Regions from separate parts of the Mus musculus genome. Here region 2 is linked to region 1. The links are chromatin contacts, called in public HiChIP or PLAC-seq maps. All regions are on one chromosome and are shown on one strand. Each heading gives the region's core, a stretch centred on a gene start, on an enhancer-like site or on the middle of the called end of the contact. The rest is flanking DNA. Distances are from core to core; before and after follow the strand shown.

Region 1 (7,063 bases), core at 1,636-4,135:
ATAACAGACTCTCAAAAAATTAGCATTCTTCTTTCCACATGTTCAGTTAGTAGACTTCATTTACTTTAAAATGGTCAGTGTAAATGTTGACAGAAGCCCTATGAAGAGCATCAGAGTTTTCAATATAATAAAAGTAGTGTGATCATGGTTTTAAAAACTTGCGCTCGATTTGGTAGGTTATTTGAAAATATGGCTGAGTCTTTCCAAGGCCACGAACTCCTTACTCTGCTTAGAACTCTGCTACAGTGGGAATAATTTCCCCAGCCGCCTAACTCTGCTCATTCTTAATTTTAACCCTTTGTATCAGTGCCTTTACTGAAAGGAGCACATGCCTCACATCCACACTGCACCCCTCTTTTAAAATGTTCAACATTCAACCATCCAGGAAGGGGGTGATGAGGGATGAGCGCAAAGCGGGCAGGAGCAGGAAGAAAAAAAGGGGGCCTCAAGTACATGCTCAGCCAAGTGCAAGCATTTCTGTTAGGAGGGGAAAAAAACCAATTAAGTCACAGCAGAAGAGCTCCGCCCAGCTCTTATTTTGTACCTAATACGTCACTGCAGATGAAAGCAGCACAGAACACTCTGCTTCTCCCAGTACTAACTTTGTAAACAACGACCAGATTTGAGTTAAAATAGTAGGCTGCCAGCATGTTCAAAATAAAAACAAGAAAAGAAACCTGGCCATTTCCGTAAGGGTTGTGAGGGCGAGGGCAGGACAAAAGCCAGGGAGAAGAGGGTTGCTATAAAAACAACTAGCGCAAACATCCTTGAACTGATGTTTTCTATAAAATCCCCGATGGCTGTGAACTGGAAGGAGCGAAGCTGTGAAGGGGAGAGGGATTGGGAGCCAAGTGCTGTCTGCTTCTCGTCAGTCAGCTTTCCTGCACAAGTCACGGCAGGGTCAGCAACAAACTAACCAGGTGGCAACTCCAGGCTCCGCTGCCATAAATAACGGTTATGCGCTAATGTCACACAACCAGATCTAGATGTAAAGCATATGGGAAGGAAACTTTCTGAGGTAAAGATCTAGAAACTCGCAGCGCTTGCTCAATTCAGGGACCGCTGTTGGTCCTGAACTTTGGAAACTGTCAAGAAAATATAGTGAAAACTAGAGGGGGAAAAAGAGCCCCTTGTATGTGATTTTTTTTTTTTTAATTAGAGTATTTACTTTAAAAAAAAAAAAACAGAAAAATGGACCCTTTGGGTTTAGGAGAGTGACTAGGAGATGAAGTGATTACGCATTGTTGAGAGGCAGCAACACAGCGTACCAATTTTCACTTAAATCCCACTCTGGCTATTGACTTGTTCTCATGACCTCCGGGAAGTTCCTTGACCTTTTATGCCTTTGTTCACTCTGAACAAAGGAAGGACGGAGCAATAATGGGGATAGAACCTGCGCCAGGGGAAGTTACTGGGATTAAGGGAGTCCTTACAAGAATACCAACAAAACACTATCTAGTAAACATCCTACCTAGTTTACTTAAGGAACTTAGTCTTTATAACCTAAGTTACGTAAATAATGTCTGTTGAATGCTATGCTAAATAAATGTCTCTTGTACTATCTTATTGTTTTTATTGACAGATGGTCATTGGACATAGTGCTGATTTCACAAATATAAATTCTTTCATTTTTATGTCCACACACTCCCCCAGTCTTATTGCTTTCTCAGTATTTCTCTGCGTTCTTTCTTGTACATATGTGTATGTATGTAAATGTGTGTGTACTTGTGATCTATGTAAAACTGAAGAGCCACAAGGGAGAGGAAGCAAAAGATATTGGTTTGAGTCCTTTTTCCAGATGTAGTCATTATTTTAATCTTTAAAACTGTGTTTCTAAACCACATTTTGTTTATTCTTTCATCTGTTGACTGACAACTACGGTGACTCCATAACTTGGCTCTATACTACCTTATTTAGTCTTAAAACCTGCCTCATGAATTACAAATTTTTATAGGTAAAGTAATTGAGGCTTTGATGAACTAAAGAATTTACCAATGGGGTCTTATCTAGGCCAACCTTCCAACTTACACTTTACACCAAATGAAAGCAGTAAACCGTTTAAACGTGCTAAAACCTAAGCAGATTTTCTTCCTTTTGCTCAAAATGGGAGAGAACACATATCATACGCCCACCTTAGAAACAAAGGTTTCAAAAAACCAAACCAAACCAAACCAAATATATAGATGCTCTAATATATTAACTCAGAAGTTCGTATTTCTACACATTATTGGGCACTCACTATTGTGGGGGCCAGGAATTTACTTCTTTATGTATGCGAGAGTGGAATTGACATTCTACTGCCAGTTGTTTTAAGATGCAGAATTTAAGTTCTCAACAAAACCAGCATTGCTTTCCACCAGAGAATTTAATGCAGAATTTAAGTTCTCAACAAAACCAGCATTGCCTTCCACGGGAGAGGCTGAAGAACTTTCCCAGCACAGGCGAAACCGCTGGTTTGCAGAGATCCTGTTCGCTGCTTAGCTTCCGCTCACCTTGCTCCTTTGCAGGCCATCTGCTCAGAGCGGCAGAACTGGGCGTGTCGGAAAAAAACACATTCAAATCCCGCGCTCCACCAGAGCACTTCCGGGTTTCCAACTCCAGGCTGGAAAAGCATCCCTGTGACCCGAAACGGGCCGTCTGTGTTTCTCGCAGCTGGCAGAGTGTCTTCAATGAGCGTCTGGGTTCCGATCTCAGGGAGGTGTTGCTGGGGACACCTGCCCCTAAAGACGCAAAAAGAATTCGGTACGCAGCCGCCACTTCCTGGTTGCTTTGCCCTTACCCAAGATGGCGGCTAGTTGCCTTCGGCCCGGCTTACTGCGGCTGCTCAGTACACTCTGCTGGCGCAAATAGTTCTACAGCCCGCCTCTCCCGCGGAGGTGAAGCCTGGGACGCTGCGTGTCTCCGCCCCGCGGTGCAGCTAGGGGGGTGTGCTTTGGGGGCATAAGGGATAGCTAAATAAGTGGAGGGCCCAGGGTCGTACCGCGCTCTGCCCTTCCCTAGGTTCTAGGCACCAAGCCCGCACGAGCCCAAGGGTGATTTTTCCTTGGGCCCAATATGATACTAACCAAAGCCCAGTACGAGGAGATAGCCCAGTGCCTAGTGTCTGTACCGCCCACTAGGCAGAGCCTGAGGAAGCTGAAGCAGAGGTTCCCCAGGTAAGTCCCCATCTCCAATTCTCACAGCATTTTACCTGCACCCCAGTTCCCGCCACCCTGGCAGTCATAGAAGCCACGTGTCACACACAAATGGGAGGAACAGAGTTAGGTCGAAGATCATGAGAATGCTCTCTTCCCTCCACCTGCCTACCATACAAAACATTTAATGGCTGAGGCTCCTGAAGTCACTCCAGGCCTTGGGAGTTGAATCCAACTCAGCAGATCTTTACTTGATACATATTGCGGGTATGAGAGTGTACACATATTAAGTAGGTGCTTCATAGATGACCAGTGGTTAATCCACAGATACTAGCAGTAAATAATTGGTAATGGGATCTTTGCAACGTAAAAAAACGTGAATTGGCGGTTCATCGCACTGGGGTGCTGCCAACTTGACACAGACACCTAGAGATGGTAGATCTAGAGTGAACAGGACCCTTTCGGATTGCCACTGGTAGCAAGAGGGCCCAGGCCCAAAGGGGGCCTTGTCTTGTTGGCTGTGCAATGAAAAGATTCTTTATAGAGTTGAGAACATTAGGGGGTCACACTCTTGAGTCTGGTCATTTGGATCTCAAGGTCTGAAGGTTTCTCATTGTGTGCATACGTATTCCCCATGGGTTTCATACTTTTCACTTTGTTGTGGGATTTTAGGATTTTCCCACCTGCTAGGAAAGGTTTCTTAGAGATTATATAACATAGATTTTTTTCCATTTATAAGATGTAAAAACTGAGACCCACTCATTACTTGAATACCTGTTCAAAACAACTAGGTCATCATAATTAATATGTTAAATAATACAGAACATTTTGTATATTTTTTTATTCAAAACATATTATGACATTGAGCATAGTTACTCCTAATGGAGAGCTTTCCTATCAATAACACATAGCCTTTGACCATGCATCACCAGAGAGATTTCATTGAGAAAGACAAGTTATTGGATAGTAGGTATCAATACAAATTGAAGCATATCTTTCATGACCTCATATTTGGTAGACTAATTTTCCTAGACTCTAAAGAGAAAGGCTCTCCTTCCAATATTGTCCATACTTAAGGACTTTGTAGCTAGGGGATTTATCATAGTTCCTGTTCAAGAGCAGAGTTGACAAGTTGGAATTTAATTATTATCACTAGTTTTTTTTGCATCCTTTCTAAAATGAGTGGTGACTGACCATCCAGGGGGAAAAGGTATAAGATGTAGGTATATTATCACATGTATGTTATATAGTATATGGAATGTTTTATATGTGTATACATTGCTAGGGAGTTTTGGAGCTTTTTTGATACATTGCTATCATTATGGACACATATTACTATTTTCAAAAGAACATATGTATGTATTTGGATCCATATGTGTCAAGGTATGTGTGGAGGTCAGAAGAAAATTTGGAGTTGTTTCTTTCCTTCCATCAAATGGGTCTGGCAGTGGAACTCATGTAGTTAGGCTTTTTGGCAAGTGATTTGATCTACGAAACTATTTTACCAGCCCCACCATTAAAATATATATATATATATATATATATATATATATATATATGTGTGTGTGTGTGTGTGTGTGTGTGTGTGTGTGTGTTCGTATGTATAGTTATATGTATAGTTATATCCTAGAGTGTTTTCTAAAATTTAAATTAAAGCTGAGAAATTAAATAAAATACTACTAAATTTGTTTTGAATAATAGTAAGTATATTGCTTGTTGACATTTTATCTATAATAGTCATAATTCCAAAAATGGTTGAGATACGGCTGTATACTTTTGCAAATCTCTTTAAGATCTGCCTTAACTACAAGAAGCTGCATCTATTTTTATATTTAACTAGTTGTCATATATTGCTGATAAAAGGATAAGAGGAGGGACTGGAAAAATGGCTCACTGAGGAAAGTGCTTGCTATGCAAGCATGAGGGGCCTGAATTTGGATCCTGTAGGAGGGAACCTCTTCAGGTTCCTTGTCTCCTCTGTTTAGCATTTTGGTCAAGGTCACATGCTTTGTCTTCTGGGAGCCTCCCCCATTCCATGTCTCTTGGACTTCCTAGAGATTCTCCACCTCCACCCACACCCACATCCATCCTTACCCCTGGGGCAGCTGCAGATTTCTATTGACTCTCCTGGCCTTCTGAGCCTCTCTCCTGTCTCTCTTCATGGGGTATCTTTCCTTGATTGGTGATTGATATGAGAGGGTCCAGCCACCCCTTGGTGGTCTTGCAATGTGTAAGAAAACAGATTGAGCAAACCATGGAGAGCAAGCCAGTAAGCATTGTCCCTCCATGGTCTCTGCTTCAGTTCTGTTTGTAGGTTGCTGCTCTAACGTTCCTTTGTGATGATCTGCAACTGTAAGCTGAGATAAACCCTTTCCACCCCTAGTTGTCTCTTTGGTCCCAGTGTTTTATTGTAGCAATAGAAAGCAAACTAACACGGGCCATTGCTGTGACACCCCCGATCGACCTCCTTGTAAGGAGGAGGGTTGCAATGGAAGCCCTGGCAGTGACTAGGTAGGTCATGGAGAGGCCATGTCTTGAAAAATATGGAGAGCCATAGGAGAAGATATCAGATGTGCCACCAAATGTACATGCATGCATGAGTGTACCTGCAGGCCTGTGGTCAGACACACAGATACATTACAACAGAAAAAGACAGGAAGAAATACTAAGGAACTCATAGGTAGTTGCAAAAGAAAAGAGTAACTTAATAGGCTTTTTAGATACTGTGGATTAAAAAAAACCCACTGTTGTGTTTTTATTACACAAAACCTAACAAATGCTAGTTTCTTGAAGGCTGACTGTAACGTGGGATAGGAAACTCATCAACTGCTTGTCACCGTCTTGCATTGTAACCCAGTGGCCTGTTTTGAAAGTTAGTGGGTCTTTTACCTATGCAATATTGATTTGAACCATACAAACCTTCAAAATGTTGTCACCTTTCATTCTATTTTATGAAAAAATCACATTTGCTAATCTCATCAGTGATCTCATTAGAAGTGTGTAAGATTTGAAGCTGTCAAGCTATAGTGATGGATATGAGCTTTCTAATATTTGAATTTTCCCTTGGAAGCTCAAATTTTACCATTGGCAACACTTGCTATTAGTTGTTTTCCTTGAAATGACAGGCTCACGTCATTTGTATCTGAGAAAAACGTCTGCCAGATACCCAAATCTGAATAATCATATTTCATTCATTGTTTATTCAAGTAAGAATTGTATTCCCTGGGAAAAAATGGCTAGCTCAGCTCTCCTTCAGGTGAGTTCCTCCACAGAGGTACCACACTATCTTGCTAAATGGTCTTTGTTTTGACTTCTAAATTCAGCATACAGAGTTTTAAGAGGATGTGGTTTAATATCACAAATTAGTGACTTTTCTAAAATGAAATAGCCATTTTATTTTTTTAAGCTGAGTGAACGTGACTTGGAATATGGCTGTAGTGCCCTGGCCTCAGTTTGTGGTTGGGTGTAAGTTAAAGAATCTATCAACTTGAGTGAGGGTTGGGTTATTGGAGGGACTCAAGGGAGGGTAGCTGGAAGGGGATGGAAAGGGGAAAGTGAAGAGTTGGAAATTTATCTACTGTAGTATACAATAGGCACAAATATCAATAGAATAGAAAGAAAAGTAATATTTTATAATTTTTGTTAAAAAAAAAAAGCTTTGACCTTGTAGACCCTGAGGGGGACTTGGGGACTCCAGGAGGCCATTGGTTACACTGAACATAACCACTGACTGTTTCAGATCAATGCATATTTATTTCTGAAGGCTGTTGATGGGTATGGAAAAGTGACTTCCAAGAAGACTGCTATTTTTTCACCTGTAGAACATAGGAATATCTGTTTCTGCAACTTTTGCTGGCATTGAACAGTCATTATAATCTTTACTGTGTTGCATTAAGAATGACTTCTGATAATTTGAGTTTATATTAGCT
Region 2 (7,063 bases), core at 2,127-4,626, 200 kb after region 1:
GAGTTTTCACTTCTCCTCCCTGTGATCAAATATTTTTTCTTCTAACCCTCCATTCATATTCTCTCTCTCTCTCTCTCTCTCCCTCTCTCTCTCTCTCTCTCTCTCATATTCTCTCTCCCCCTCCCCACCCCACCCCCGGTCTCTTGGCGGGTACACTGGTACTGAGTGTTGCATTACCGGGGAATAACCTAGCACAATCCTAGAAAAGCTGGAGACAGGAAGTCCGTAAGTAAATGTTCCTTCTCACCTGGGGCTCAGCAGAGGCCGCCCGGAGTCTTTCTGTGGAGCCTGGTGGCCTCCTGACTTCTGTGGCATTCAGCCAAGCTGCACAAGTCCCCCTCGATGAGAATTTCCTCTTTTCATAAAGTTGATGTGAACACCAAACCCTTCACAAGGCTGACCTCCTCTTCAAGTATGAGTTGCCGCTGTGTCTGGAAAACCATGCTCCTCTAGCTGGGGGCTGCAGCAGAGGACTGCACCCCGGCCTCTGGTCTGCAGTGGCCCTCTAAAGCAGACTGGCGGCCGGCAGGAACAACCTTAGCAGCTATCATTATGAGATTTTTTTTTAAAGTACATTCATACATACTGCTTTGAGTCTGCATTTTATACCACATAATTGTTTAATACTCAAATGATTCAGACATTATAAATAGTCAGCTTTGAATGAATTAAGTGTACCAGAAAAGTTCTTGAGTGATTTTTAAATAAGCAATATAAAAGAGATTTTGCATTTATTCGCTTTCATTTCTTTAGTTTTATATACTGCAGACCAGGCTTCGGTCAGAAGCAAAACATCAATAAAATAATTATAAACCTATCTTTTGGGAAATTAAAAACTAATCTGCATCTCCCCAAAAAATGTATTTTGTAGAAAAAATTTGCCCCCATGCTTATAAAATGTAGCTTTTATAATGTTGAATAGATTTTAGAAACAAACACCGTAACTCATACGTTGGTTGGATCCTTTTGTACCTGGTTAGTGAGAAACTTGGTCTGTTGCCTTCCTCCCAAGGGTCACAAGGGTGGCAGGTCCAAGACAGGATTTTCAGCTCTCCTGAGAGAGTACAGGAAATCACGGGAGAGAAGGTAGGGTTATGGGTAAGGCAGTGTCAGGCAAACGCCTGTTTCCACCTAGAATACAGCGTGCAGGTTTGGCGTATGAAATAGATGATTGAAGACCGCTACTACATTGCCTGTATACACAGTTTAAAGAAAAACATTAAAATCTGGTTTCATGGCATGCCCTAAGTTACCAGTTTGGTTTGTTTGGGTTTGGTTTGGGGGCACGGGGGGAGCAGTAAATTACATGCACCTGCACAGATGTTGGCAGTCTTGCTAAACCCTTGTCAGAGATTTGCTTGTTCCAACATTAGCCTAATTTATGATGACCGTTCACTAATAAAAGGTGCTTTCGTTTGCCATTTACCCTTCTACCTGGAGCCCTGACATAATGTGTTGTGGGAAGGTTCTGCTGAGCCCCACCAGAGACACCACCTAGTATTTATGAGTGGGGCTTCACAGTTTCACCCTTCAAAACAAGAAAGGAACCAACAGTAAGTACTGTGGTAACATTGTGGGGGACTCAAAAGACCAGTGGGATCCCTGTGTCAACTGTGTTTCATTCAAGACATCTGGAGAAGGAGTGACACTCCCAGATGGAAAGCTTAAAACCTCGGACTTTTCTTCTGTCTTAAAAATCCTTCTCTGAAAAAAAAAAAAAAATCCTTCTCTGGGCCCTGGAGAGGTCTTTCAGCATTTAAGAGCATAGTGCTTTTGCAGAGGATCCAGGTTCAAATCCCAGCACCCAAATCTCAGCTCCAGGGGATCCGTGTCCTCCATGGCCACCACGCATGTACATACTACACATACATACATGCAGGCAAAACACAGAATAAATGTCTTAAAAATACCTGCGCAATATCTCTCTACATTGCTTGCCTGCTTATTTTTGTAGTATAGGCAATCCAAGCATCAGCCCTGGATAGCAGTCCTGCGATAGCTTACTTTTGTGTGTGTCATCATTAGAGCATTAATATTAAAGCCAAATTCTTTAATATCTTTATGGACCATTTTGCACACTGTGATGATGAGTGCACCAAGTCAGGATGCAGGAATATGAGTGGAACATAACTCTAAAGAGTGTTCCCTCTGTCACAGAGACTTGCCACACACCTGTACCCTCAGACACACCAGACCCCTTTGCAGAGTGGAGACGGATGGACTCCAAACACGTCCATCTGATCCACCTGATGTTCATGGTGACTGTGCGACTCCTCTCTGTCAGTCTCTCCCCTTCCTTAAAAAAACATAAACAATTGGCAATCTTTTCTTTTACCTTCCAGTAAGGTGTGTGTCAACCTTTTTTACACATGAGAAAGTTCAGAGTTCTGAAGTTCACCTCTTAACAGAAGTATTCATTTTAAGTATAAGCCCTCATCACCCCATGCAAGGCTTAACACCACTCTGAAAAAAAAAAATGATGAATTATTGGTCTTTGGGGATTGCATTAACTCCTGAGAGTCACCAGGGAGGACGCTGCGTAGAGTCCTGATGAGGTAGTCTAAATAGTCCCCTGGCTGGCGATGCTAATTAACACCCAGCACCCAAGTGAACAGTTAGCTCACTGACTCTCCCTGGGACCTGCGCCTATTGTTTACTTTCTACACTGGAACCAAGATACCTGGTCTTTGCTCCTTTGAGCCTGTTTCAGACCTGGAGTTTCAATTAAATGAAATCTAAAGAACGATGTGTGTTTGTTCTCTTCCTGCTTCTTCCTGGTCATCTTCCCTTTGATTCACCTCAAATTTCCTTCCATGTGGCTATGCCTTCCTCTTCATTGTTTCTTTGTAGACCATGATCCCAGAAGCAAGATACATCTTCTCTAGACCCTTGGGAGGTCACAACTGACTAATCTCTTCAAGTAAAAGCAAAACTCATGCACTTCACCAGCCACAACACCAGAGTGCATGTCACCCGTGCCTATAGGATCGTCCTGTGTGCTTAACTTAAAAATATTTCATACAAGATTCATGCCTTAGGTAAATGTCTTGGCAAAAGGAGGCAACAAAGCTGGACACGGTAGCAAACGTCATCCCTACCCTCAAGAAGCAGGGACAGTCTGGTTTACATAGAAGTTTCTAGGCCAGCCAAAGCTACAGTATGAGCCTCTGTCTCAGGGGGGAAACACACACACACACAAAAGAAGCCAAGACCTGGAAGGTTTTATAGAGTCTTTCAGCTCATGTGATTGTGTTCAGCTGATCAGAGTTATGAATTAAAACAGTAAACTTTCTGTCTGGCTTAGTGAGTCACTCTGCTGGATTATTTTGAGAGCAGCTGGCCATTACCCATGACTGAGAGGAGACTGCTTCATAGAATAAGTATTTGATGACAAGGATGGGAGGAGACGCCCTCCCTGTGGGCACATTCTTGACTAGGGTTAAAGAACAAACCGAGAGGGAACTTACCAGGCAAACAATGGAAATGTGCCTGCAGTGTCACCAAAGCGCAAGTTGCCTATCTCAACCTGAGTCACTCGTAAGGAGGGGTCATGAGTGACATGGTTGGGCCTATCTAACATCTCACTGCCCTTCCTTTCTGGAGGAACCCAATCTCAAGCTATTTTATAAAGAAAATGCGTGGCTCTAAAGGTTAAATAAGGAAAGATGGGATTATGAATTAAATAATAACCAGAAGAGCCAGGGTTCCCCTCGAGTTTTGTGCTTTCCTGCTATTGTTTTGAATATGGGTGTGAGACAAAGAACTGCTCAGGTCAGGCACCATAAATTACAGTTTTCATACAATAGTGATCCACGAAAATGATTTCAAAGCTTGATCAAAGTCATTCCAAAAAGCCTTTTAAAAAACTTTTCTACAATACATGGGGGACAGGAAGTTTTCACGTGATGCCTTGACTCATTTCAGTGAGTGTAACAGAGTTCAAGCTGGGTGCCATGCCTACTTTATAAAAAACACAAATCATTGATTAGGTGAGTACAACTTGTGCTGGGTGCTTCCGGTGTGAGGACAAAGATGGCAGGGTTCAATCTAGTTACCTACAACCACTAAGCATTTAGAGTCACTTAGAAAGAAAAGATACATATAACAGGTTTTTTTTTTTCCCTTGAGCATAACTTGCCCACACTTATGTCCACAAGGTATTTGCTAAACCGGATTTACTCCCTACACTCAAGATGATATAACAGGGCTTAGTTTGGTATTTCAATAAGGCAACAGATGTGTTTCTTTTTCATTCCTTTTCCCTCTCGAACTTCTGAGCTGTCTCATGCCATAGAGGAGGATGAAGAGAACTAGGCTCTCGGGAGCAAAGTGGAGAGAGTCCGCAGCTCAACCATTCGTGCACTGAAGGTAGACCAGGGTAGCCATGTCAAGTGCAACTGACCACCCTACACTACGTGGTCAGACCATCTTCACTCTTAAAAGAAGGTCATTTTGAAATGCCACCATGAAATATAACCACATCAATAGCGTAATAACAGTAGAAGTTTAGTGTTTAATTGAGGGCCAAACATGAAAGCAGTGACCATTAACCTAAAATGGCTATGAATTCTCCTGGAAGCTGCTGCTGTTTAAAGAGATTTCTAGAATTACTTAAACTGATCCTTTTTCACATCCAAAGAAAATTCATTCATTCAAAGAAAATTCATTCATTCAGAAATAACCTAGTATGTCTGTGTAGACTTTCTGTTTTCTTTTTTTCTTTTTTTCTTTCTTTTTTTTTTTTTTTTGAAACTATTTTGGAAAGAATCAAAATCCAGGCAAAACTACCTCTTTATAGGAAACCAAAGTTCTTTTTTGAGTAAACTGAAAAACAAATGCAATTTGTGTTCTTACTAAATATCTTCCTGGCCACATTACTTTGTGTTTGTTTAATGTAAATTTCCAGTTAAATTATTATCTTCATGGGGGGGGGGGGGGCGGGGAGGGAGAAACCATATCTATTTTGTTGACTTCTCTCTGCTCCGGAACTTATGAAACCCCCTGGTGTGAAGCAGCTGATCACGAAGTGTTGTATGAAGACATGATTGCTAAATCTATGTTGAACATGTTCTCACTTTCACTACACAAATAGTTGGAGCCATTTCTCTTTTTCACCTAAAAAAATTTAAATAGTCACTGGAATTAAAAAAGCAACATGTATGTTGATATTAAAGAATAAATTACTTTAGAAACATCTCAAATTTTCAAAGCAAATTTATGAAGAATATTTTTTGAGACACACTACTTTTAAGGGGAATTCACTACTAATTTTATCCACTGAGCTGTTAACAGTATTAGAAATCATATTTTTCTTTTAAAGATAGACTTACCTTTATGTTTTAAATTCTATTATTAACATAATTACCCTTAACATCCAATTAGGCCCCAAATCCAAGTATTTAATACAGAGAATTGGAACTATTTGGGGTGTTGTCAGACTCCCTATAACTGGTACTATTTGGGGTGTCATCAAACTCCCTAAAACTGACACTTTTTGTTGCTCCTTCTTATAATATCTAGTTCATGTCCAAATGCTTCCTGGCCATGAAAGTGGCTGGCTGGTTTTAGAGAAAGCATCTCTCATCCTTAGCCTATGGGATCTGACCTTTAAAGAGAAGATGTCCACACTCCTCAGTGGGTGCATCCTTATTAGTCACTAATTCAAGTGTCTCATCATTTGAAAACCAAAGGCATTCTGTTTCCTCAAGTTGGAAACATGTACCACCAGTTTTCCATAGTTTCCATAAACATCTAGAGAGAACTGCCCCATCATACAGGTACCCATGAGACCTGTCCATCTGTGATAGTCAATATTCCTGATGTATTTCTAGCACTAAGGCTATTTAAGACACAAATACTTATCAGATCTCCAGTGTGTATTTAAAAGTCTTAGAAGTATTGGGGAACTTTTTTAGGGTAATGAAAATATGTAAATAAAAAATAAATAAAAAGAAACTTAGAAAAAAAATAGTTACTCATCAAAATGGAAACAACAGAAGTCCCGAAATTTGCAGAAGAGGCAATCATTACAGGAAGAGAAGGAGATGTGTAGAGATTTCAATAAAGTATTTTAGCCAAACTCTCTGTTCAGCAAATAATTTTGTACTTGCCTATGGTACTGGAATTGCTGCTATTAGGATAGGCTCCAAGGTCAGGTTCAGCTCGGCTCTGGACACAGGCTTTCGTCCTCAGTGTAGGTAATATGTGGGCACTCATGTCAAGTACAAAAGCATTCTAAGCAAATGGTATAGAATTCCTTGGCCTAAGTACTAAAACCAGCAGTGACATTTTCCCACAGTACTATAACATCAAGTAAGCTGTTTATAACTAAATTATGTGAATGAAGTTCACATAATTGGGTCTGGAGATGGCTCTGTGATAAGAGCTCTACCCTTGCAGAGGACCCAAGGTCAGGTCCTAGCACTCAATTTAGCACCTCACAACTCCAGTGTCAAAGACGGAGGGGCCTCTGACTTCTGAGGGCACTTGCACTCACATTCAATTGCCTGCACACACACATGCACACACATGCACACTTAATAAAAATAAATCTTTGATAAAAATTTAATAAACCAAATGTATTAATCAAACTGTCATTTTAAAATATGGAAGTACACAAAAAAATAGTAGCAATAGCAGTAAAATAGATACCCATAAATTGTATGATAGTGTTGGTTAAAAACGGCATCTATCATTTTAGTTCTTAGAGATCTGCAGTTTGAAGACTCTTAGATTAGATAGTTCTACACTTTCTAGTTTGGGGAATTTATTTCTCTGTGGGTTGGTGGTTGACTGATTGGGTGGCTAGAAATTTTGTTGTGGTTGTTGTTCTGTTTTACATTTTGAGGCAGACTCTCCATATGTAGACCATACTAACCTCGAACTCACAGACATGGTGAGTGGCACCATCCCTAGGCCAATGAGACTGCATATACTGTATAAAAAAGGTAGCTGAGCTGAGCATGGTGGCGCATGCCTTTAATCCCAGCATTTGGGAGCTGAGGCAAGCAGATTTCTGTGAGTTCGAAGCCAGCCTGGTCTACAAAGGGAGTCCAGAACATCC

Evidence for each region. HiChIP or PLAC-seq counts read pairs in DNA pulled down with a chosen protein or histone mark.
Region 2: a contact with region 1 is called in an H3K27ac HiChIP or PLAC-seq map of the NIH/3T3 cell line, with 5 times the contacts expected there. The contact joins the enhancer-like site here to the promoter of BC052040 in region 1. A contact is called at or near these places in 5 of 115 datasets of contacts at active chromatin or transcription factors (the NIH/3T3 cell line, embryonic stem cells and pancreatic cancer cells) and 1 of 9 other capture datasets (pancreatic islet).

The regions. Positions count from the first base shown.
Region 1 is chr2:115,578,831-115,585,893 of GRCm38.p6, forward strand. It overlaps BC052040 (cDNA sequence BC052040), which reads left to right and starts at 2,886. Exons shown (of 11, transcript NM_207264.4): 1 at 2,886-3,155. The coding sequence starts at 3,055.
Region 2 is chr2:115,777,350-115,784,412 of GRCm38.p6, forward strand. It overlaps BC052040 (cDNA sequence BC052040), which reads left to right. Exons shown (of 11, transcript NM_207264.4): 11 at 1-1,419. Among named protein-coding and RNA genes, the nearest start is that of Gm52524, 4.0 kb to the left of the region's middle. Within about 2 kb of position 3,377, at least 73 of the 459 cell types and tissues checked have an H3K27ac peak or open chromatin away from gene starts, as enhancers often do. A contact at or near this core is called in the NIH/3T3 cell line and pancreatic cancer cells, where this site is marked.